Regions from separate parts of the Macaca mulatta genome. Here region 2 is linked to region 1. The links are chromatin contacts, called in public Hi-C maps. All regions are on one chromosome and are shown on one strand. The core of a region is the stretch at or near the end of the contact, and the rest is flanking DNA. Distances in the headings are between cores, read along the strand shown.

Region 1 (3,774 bases), core at 1,094-3,593:
TATCTCACATTTTGTATCTAATTGCAAAAACCCTGAGTGATTGAGTCAGTTAGAAAATATTATTTACTCCAATGATTACTCAAAATACCTGATTTTCTCTCTTTAGTAATTTGTCCCAATTCTTTCAGTAGGGCCTGCTGTGCTGTTACTCTTTTGTGATGAAACAAATTCTTTTTTCACAGGAAATGGAAGAGTTTGTACAGAGCTCTGGAGAAAATGGTATTGTGGTGTTTTCTCTGGGGTCAATGGTCACTAACATGGAAGAAGAAAGGGCCAACGTAATTGCATCAGCCCTTGCCCAGATCCCACAAAAGGTAAGATGAAGTGTCTTACTGGTGTGGAAAACTACTGAAAGAGGCTGCTAAAGTTTGTAAGTAATCCAATTATAGAAACTTCTAACAACTGTGAAGTTGGCCAAAAGTTGAAAAATTAGAACAAGGATATTCCTGGAGAAACAGTGATAAGTTTGAAAATTGTGGTTGCATTTAAAAAAAAAATGTTTTTAAGTATGAACATTCCCCTATGTAAATATGCGGACAATAAATTGTATGGAGAAAGGTATTAAAAAAGTGTTTGGAGACTTTTCACCTCCTGTCCCATAAAATTTTGAATTGTGTATGTGATCTACATGGAAAGAATATTAAAGAGTAGATTGAACTCTTTATAGCCAAATATAGCCTTAAATATGCTTGTATAGCATCCACCGACAGAAGTCATAGTTGTGCCTCAGACTTAGAGGTTGCATGTGGCCCTGGGGGAGTTCCTACCCTTGGTATGCACAAGTGGTTTCTATTAGCATCAGTGGGAACTCACTGCTCCATATGTATCCACCAAAGGCAACCTCAGACCCAGAGTTATTTTTAATTTCTGATATTAACACTCATACATAGTGCTGAATTTAACTCAATATATTTCAGGCAAGTGAAAATGGTGCTTAATATAGTCTTTAGAATGACTTTCAGGTGTTTTCATAAAAAAATGTGTATCCAGAACTGTTTCCTTGTAGAAATACAAGTAAGACTTATGATCATTTTCTTCAGAACAGTTTTCCTAATCTCAGCAGTATCCAATGAGTGAAGAACACTTGACTGATTCTTGGGCCATCTCTATTACTTATCGTACTCTGGAAGCTCTTGGTGAATGTTTACTATTATGGAATGTAATATTTCTATTTGCACTTTAAGTCAGATGCTTATATAAAATACTTGACAAGTGGAGAAGATTGCCTCTGTTAGTAATTATGCGGTATATACTTTATTTAAAGATCTGTGGTAGTATAACACGATTGAATGTCGTTAATTTAGGAATAATAACTGCCACATGTGGGGAGCAGGGGAGTAAGGAAAATGAATTCCAATCCTGTGATTAAAAGTGTAAACTATAGGCCAGACATAGTAGCTCACGCTGGTAATCCCAGCGCTTTGGGAGACCAAGGTGGGCGGATCACGAGGTCAGGAGTTCGAGACCAATTTGGCCAACATGGTGTAACCCCATCTCTTCTAAAGATACAAAAAGTGACCCAGGCATGTTGGCATGCACTTGTGATCGCAGCTACTTGGGAGGTTAGGGCAGGAGAATCACCTGAAGCCAGGAGGCAGAGGTTGCAGTGAGCCAAGATTGCACCATTGCACTCCAGCCTGGTCAACAGGGTGAGACTCCATCTCAAAAAAAAAAAAAAAAAAAAAAAAAAAAAAAAAAAATTTAAACTATAGACTCCACTGTAGTACATTTCAGGATCTAGAAGTTTTATTTTTGTAAAGATGGAGTTTGGAAGATATTGCTAATGTAATTTACTTCAACTTATGGAACAAACTTTTTAAGTATATTAATAAATATTCCCATATAGTTACTTTTATACATTTTTAAAATAAACTTTATGGATATGAAAAATTAAAAAAGAAACATCCTGACTAAAAATTTAGCTGTTGAGTAAGCACTAATTATCTCAGATATTAGTTCAAAATCAAAAATATACATGAACAATGCTAAAATAATACAGAGGTTGTTGTTCATTGATAATAAATTTGGCATTAATAGCATAATCAGGAATAAATTTATTCAAGAAATGTAGGTGAAGTTTTGGTATTACCATGATATTGGGGTCAGGTAAGAGATACCACCAAATTCTCCCCCTGTCATTTGACCCTTTCGTTTAAGAATTCCTGAGGACACTGTACACACTACTGGTGTTATCAGAAAAGGTTACATTTTAATAGGTAACTTCACTAGCACAATAACAATAGCAGGTATTTCAAAAAGTCTCACATACATCATGCAGTTTAGGCTTGCTGTGTAATCCAGCCTTTTGTACTTCCTGTACATTTTTGAAGAGGTGTATCTGAGTAATGTTCAGGGTACTATTTAGAGAAAGAACAGCCTAGGCTGACAGACAACTTGTCCAAGTACCCACACAGTTTCAAAATTAGTAACTTAAACATAAAATGTCTTGGCTATAGCAGAACATATTAATCACTGTTGTCAAAGCTTTGTAGCACGTTGTCTCAGTGTTAATAATCAGTTGACCAAATTCAGCAAACTACAATTTTGAGTTTATTCAACAGCTGTATTTTTATTCATGATACCAACAGGTTCCTCATTTCTATGCCAAAAAGTATCCAAAGTTAGAAACACTGATAATACTCTAAATTTGTGTCAAAAATGGTCACTTGAAATTTATTTTGGAAGTAGTGCTTGATAATTTATAATTCCAATGAAGTTATGCATACTACCCTTGCAGCATTAATCTCTTTCTTATAAGTAGCTTATTTATGTTCTTGCTATTTTGTCAATCAAGGGACAACAGGCTCTAACATTATAACCTACACACAAGCAAGTACGTGTGAACTTGTCAAATTACTCAAAAAGAAATGAATACATTCAAATTAAATTTGGAAAATGAAAACTAATATAAAATACATAAAAGAAAAGAAGCACGCAGGTCATTATGAAATTAGTTTTTTACACTAGAATTATAATGAATAGTTAAAATTTTTATACATTTCTTAGAATATTTTTATTTTTATTTTTTATTTTTATTTTTTTTTAATTTATTTATTATTATTATACTTTAAGTTCTAGGGTACATGTGCATAACGTGCAGGTTTGTTACATATGTATACTTGTGCCATGTTGGTGTGCTGCATTTTTTTTTTAAATTTATTTATTATTATTATACTTTAAGTTGTAGGGCAAAACCACAATGAGATACCATCTCACACCAGTTAGAATGGCGATCATTAAAAAGTCAGGAAACAACAGGTGCTGGAGAGGATGTGGAGAAATAGGAACACTTTTACACTGTTGGTGGGATTGTAAACTAGTTCAACCATTATGGAAAACAGTATGGCGATTCCTCAAGGATCTAGAACTAGATGTACCATATGACCCAGCCATCCCATTACTGGGTATATACCCAAAGGACTACAAATTATGCTGCTACAAAGACACATGCACACGTATGTTTATTGCAGCACTATTCACAATAGCAAAGACTTGGTGTGCTGCACTTTTATTTTTAGCTTTTATTTTAAGTTCAAGGGTACGTGTACAGTTTTTTTTACATAGGTAAACTTGTGTCATGGGGGTTTATTGTACTGATCATTTCGTCACCCAGATATTCAGGCTAATATCAGTTAATTATTTTTCCTGATCCTCATTCCCCTCCCACCCTCCAGCCTCCAATACACAGCAGTGTATGTTGTTCCTGTCTATAGGTCCACATGTTGTCATCTTTCATCTTCCACTTATAAGTGAGGATATGCCATATTTTTATTT
Region 2 (3,922 bases), core at 272-2,771, 90 kb after region 1:
CAAGGCTAGGGTAAGCGGGATGAGGAAGGAGAGGAAATAGTGTTTAATTATACCTTGTTGAGTGGTGGTGACAATGGAGGCGGCAACCTGGGTTTGTAAGATTGTTTTGGATATAGATTTTTCTAGTCAAATTAAGTCTAGTAAGATAGAAGCTAGGCTTTGGCTTATAAGCAGGTTTTGGTGGGGGGTTATGCGTTGGATTGTAGTAGGATAAAATCCTAGTATGTTGGAGAAATTGAACATGTATAGTGGAGTTTTTATTATAAGTTTGTTGGTTATGAGGCTAAGGTCTAAGGTTACTAGGAATCCTAGGGCAGTTACGTTTAGGGCTGAGAGTTTTAAGTAGAGTGGAATTGTTGTATGAGGGAGTGAAGTGGGAGAGATACTGTTAGTAATAAGCAACCCTGCGATTATGCTGCCGATTGTGAGGTGTTTAATTGGGTTTAATAGGGTAGGAATGCCTTCATTAATGTTGATTAGGGTTGGGAAGTGGGGTTGTCCTTTTAGGGTGAGAAGGATGATTCAGGTGCTATAGGCGCTTGTTAGGGAGGTGGCAATGAGAGTAATAGATAGGGCTCAGGTGTTGGTATATTATGTGTTTGCAGTTTCGATGATGAGGTCTTTGGAGGAGTAGCCTGTGAGAAAAGGCATGCCTGTAAGTGCTAGATTACCAATGATTAAGGAGGTTGAGGTGAGGGGTATTGTTTTAAATAATCCTCCTATTTTTCAAATATCTTGTTCATTGTTGAGGTTATGAATAATAGATCTGGAGCTTATAAATAGTATGGCTTTGAAGAAAGCATGAGTGCAGATATGTAGGAATGCTAGATATGGTTGATTAATGCCAATAGCAACTATTATTAGGCCTAGTTGACTTGAGGTGGAGAAGGCTGCAATGTTTTTGATATCATTTTGTGTTAGGGCACAGATTGCTGTGATTAGGGTGGTAATGGCTCCCACGCATAGTGTGAGACTTTGAATTGTTGTGTTGCTTTCTACTAAGGGGTGAAAGTGGATGAGTAGGAAGATTCTGGCTACAACCATAGTGCTGGAGTGGAGTAGAGCTGAGACCGGGGTTGGACTTTCTATAGCAGAGGGAAGTCAGGGGTGGAGACCGAGTCGGGCTGATTTTCCTGTTGCTGCTAAGAGGAGGCCTATTAGTGGGAGGAAATTTGAATTGGAGTCTAGGATAAGTATTTGTTGAGGGTCTCATGAGTTGTAGTGTAAGAGGAATCAGGCTAGGGTTAGGATGATGCCAATATCGCCGATGTGGTTATATAAGATTGCTTGGATGGTCGCAGTGTTAGCGTCTGTTTGGGCATATCATCAGCTGATTGGAAGGAAGGATATAATTCCTACACCTTCTCATTCAATAAAGAGTTGGAAGATATTGTTGGCAGTAACTAGAATTAGTATAGTGGTGAGAAAAATGAGTAGGTATTTTAAAAATTGATTAATTTTGGGGTCTGAGTTTATGTATCATAGTGAGAATTCTATGATGGATCAAGTGATGAATAGTGCAATTGGAGTAAACATTATGGAAAAGTAGTCTAGTTTAAAACTTAGTGACAGCTCTAGTGTTTGAATTGTTGTTCAACATCAATTTGAGATGATGGTTTCTTGGTCTAGGCGTATAAATATTGTTGTAGGGAGAAGGCTGATCATGAAGGTGGATATAATAATTATTTTTACATAGTATGGGTATAGGTTTTTTTTTGCTAGGGTTGATAAAGGTAATGAGGACAGGGGAAATTAAGGAGGTCAAGGTTATTATGGTAATGGAGGTATACATGGTTATTACTTTTATTTGGAGTTGCACCAATATTTTTGGTTCCTAAGACCAATGGATAACTTTCATCCTTTAAAAGTTAAGCGAGCCATGTTGTTAAACATGGGGGCATGAATTAGCAATTTCTGCGAACTTTCGCAGTAAATAAGAAGTAGTAGGCTTCTATAGTTAGATTCATAATCTAATGTTTGGTTAAACTATATTTACAAGATAGCATAATATTAGGGTTAAGAGATAGGGGGAGGATGGGGGAAAGGTGTATAAATATTAGTGTATTTTCCTGCGTGAGGGAGGGTTTTATATTAGTAATTTATCTCTGGCCTATAGTCAGTTACTCAGAAATATCATTAATTTTGCAATTATTATTTTATTATTACTAACACTACTAATTACTTAACATGTGCAAGTCACTTGAGATATCGTTCTTCATTTAATAGAACCAGATTGTTTAGTACATCAAAATTATATTATCTTGCAAAGTCATAGTTGACAGATACCTTGTGGACTTGATTAAAAGTAGACATATCAGTTTTGACAGTTAAGATGGGCTAGTTGAAATTCTAAAATTCTACCACAGGTAATAAGGATCTTCACCAGTATTGCAGCTTAAAACACTTTCTCAACAATATAAATGTGTTCCTTTAACATTTGCAAACAAATTCAGTGTTCATTTGATCTCACTAAAGCATTTAAATCATTCTTCGTTGAGACCCCAGAGGTTTACATACTATAGCATAAACATACCCTATGAAAGCAGATGATTTTTGCCATATGACAAGCAACTCATTAAAGTTTCCTGTGGCAACTTGTCTCAACATCATAGCTGCCTGACAGAGAAGCACAGAGGTAATGAACAATGCATGTATAATAAAGACCAAATAATTTATACCACTTGTATCAGAATAGTGCCCTTAGTTTCAGTACCAAAAAAATTCTGTCGGCATATAAGATTATATTCTTTATGAAAGAACACAATAAACTCATATATTTTAAATTCATATCACACTTTTGAAACATGTGTACAAAGCAAGCATTCTTTATTACATTATTAAGTAATCTCTTAAAAGACCATTTTTGTGTACATAAAACTGAGATTTTATTCCATTGTTAAAACTCAGTATCTATGTTGAATGCAAATTGCATGGGCTTTATATGATAACTTTCTCAAGAGACAAAAGCTGAGGTAAGACTAATGAAAAATCTATGCCACCCTGCCCTACTCTTGAAAGATTTTCCCACTCACACTAAGGGAAACCGATAGTGTCAGTAGGAAGGGGAAGAGAGTAGGACTTGTAGAAGGACAAGAAAAAGGAGGGCTAGTAGTACAATAGTGATAATTACTACTATTAGCTGTTGTTACTAACTTGCAGAAAGATTTGAATGCAAGTCAGTGGTTGTGAAACCAGTTCTTTGTTTATTTTGTAAAATAATTGCTAATCCAGGTTGCTTTCATTTCAATTAAATATTAGATTCTCAGATAATTTCTATATAAGAGAATAAGACACTTGACAAAATGTATCAAGTGTTTTAAAAGATGAAATTTGCTATGAGTTTTATAATATATTCATATGAAATCATACAGAGAAAAAAATTAATCAAGGTGTACCTATTCAGCATTATGGAAAATATGCATAAAATTAACATTGGAAGTAGTCCAACATCTTAAATGAAGGAATGATTAAAAACTTATACTATGCACATACAATAGCATTACAATAATTTTATCAATGAAATATTCAATTACACTGTCAACCATAATACAAATAAAGGGAGTTAGAAAATGATAAATGTGACAAGATGACAAGTTTTTGCAGGAGGAAAATGTATACACAATTTTCTACATAAGTGTCACATGTGTGCATTGAGCTATATAAATAGGACAAAAGCCATGATGAAAAAATATATTTTGCATGAATAATATCACAACATAAAATTTTAGAAAAATTTTATTTAAAAATTTTTTTCATGCTTTTATAAAATTTCTTACATTAATTTTGTATTATTTTTATTATGTTATCACAGCAGAAGAAACAACCAGTCCATATCCGTGATGAATCTGTAGACAGAGATTAGATTCCTTCAACACTGCATGGATAAACAGGGCTCTCGGCATCAAGCTAGTGAGGTGAAACA

The links. A called contact is a pair of places that touch in the nucleus more often than the background predicts.
Region 2: a Hi-C map of fetal cortical plate shows a contact between it and region 1, with 5 times the contacts expected there. The contact joins two enhancer-like sites. A contact is called at or near these places in 3 of 14 Hi-C or Micro-C datasets (fetal cortical plate, fibroblasts and sperm).

The regions. Positions count from the first base shown.
Region 1 is chr5:64,775,353-64,779,126 of T2T-MMU8v2.0, forward strand. UGT2B9*2 (UDP Glucuronosyltransferase 2 family, polypeptide B9*2) reads left to right here. Exons shown (of 6, transcript NM_001033027.1): 3 at 183-314. Among named protein-coding and RNA genes, the nearest start is that of UGT2B9*2, 9.0 kb to the left of the region's middle. Within about 2 kb of position 2,344, at least 2 of the 40 cell types and tissues checked have an H3K27ac peak or open chromatin away from gene starts, as enhancers often do.
Region 2 is chr5:64,866,665-64,870,586 of T2T-MMU8v2.0, forward strand. All of the region lies in intron 2 of LOC708989 (UDP-glucuronosyltransferase 2B18), which reads left to right. Among named protein-coding and RNA genes, the nearest start is that of UGT2B9*2, 100 kb to the left of the region's middle. Within about 2 kb of position 1,522, at least 2 of the 40 cell types and tissues checked have an H3K27ac peak or open chromatin away from gene starts, as enhancers often do.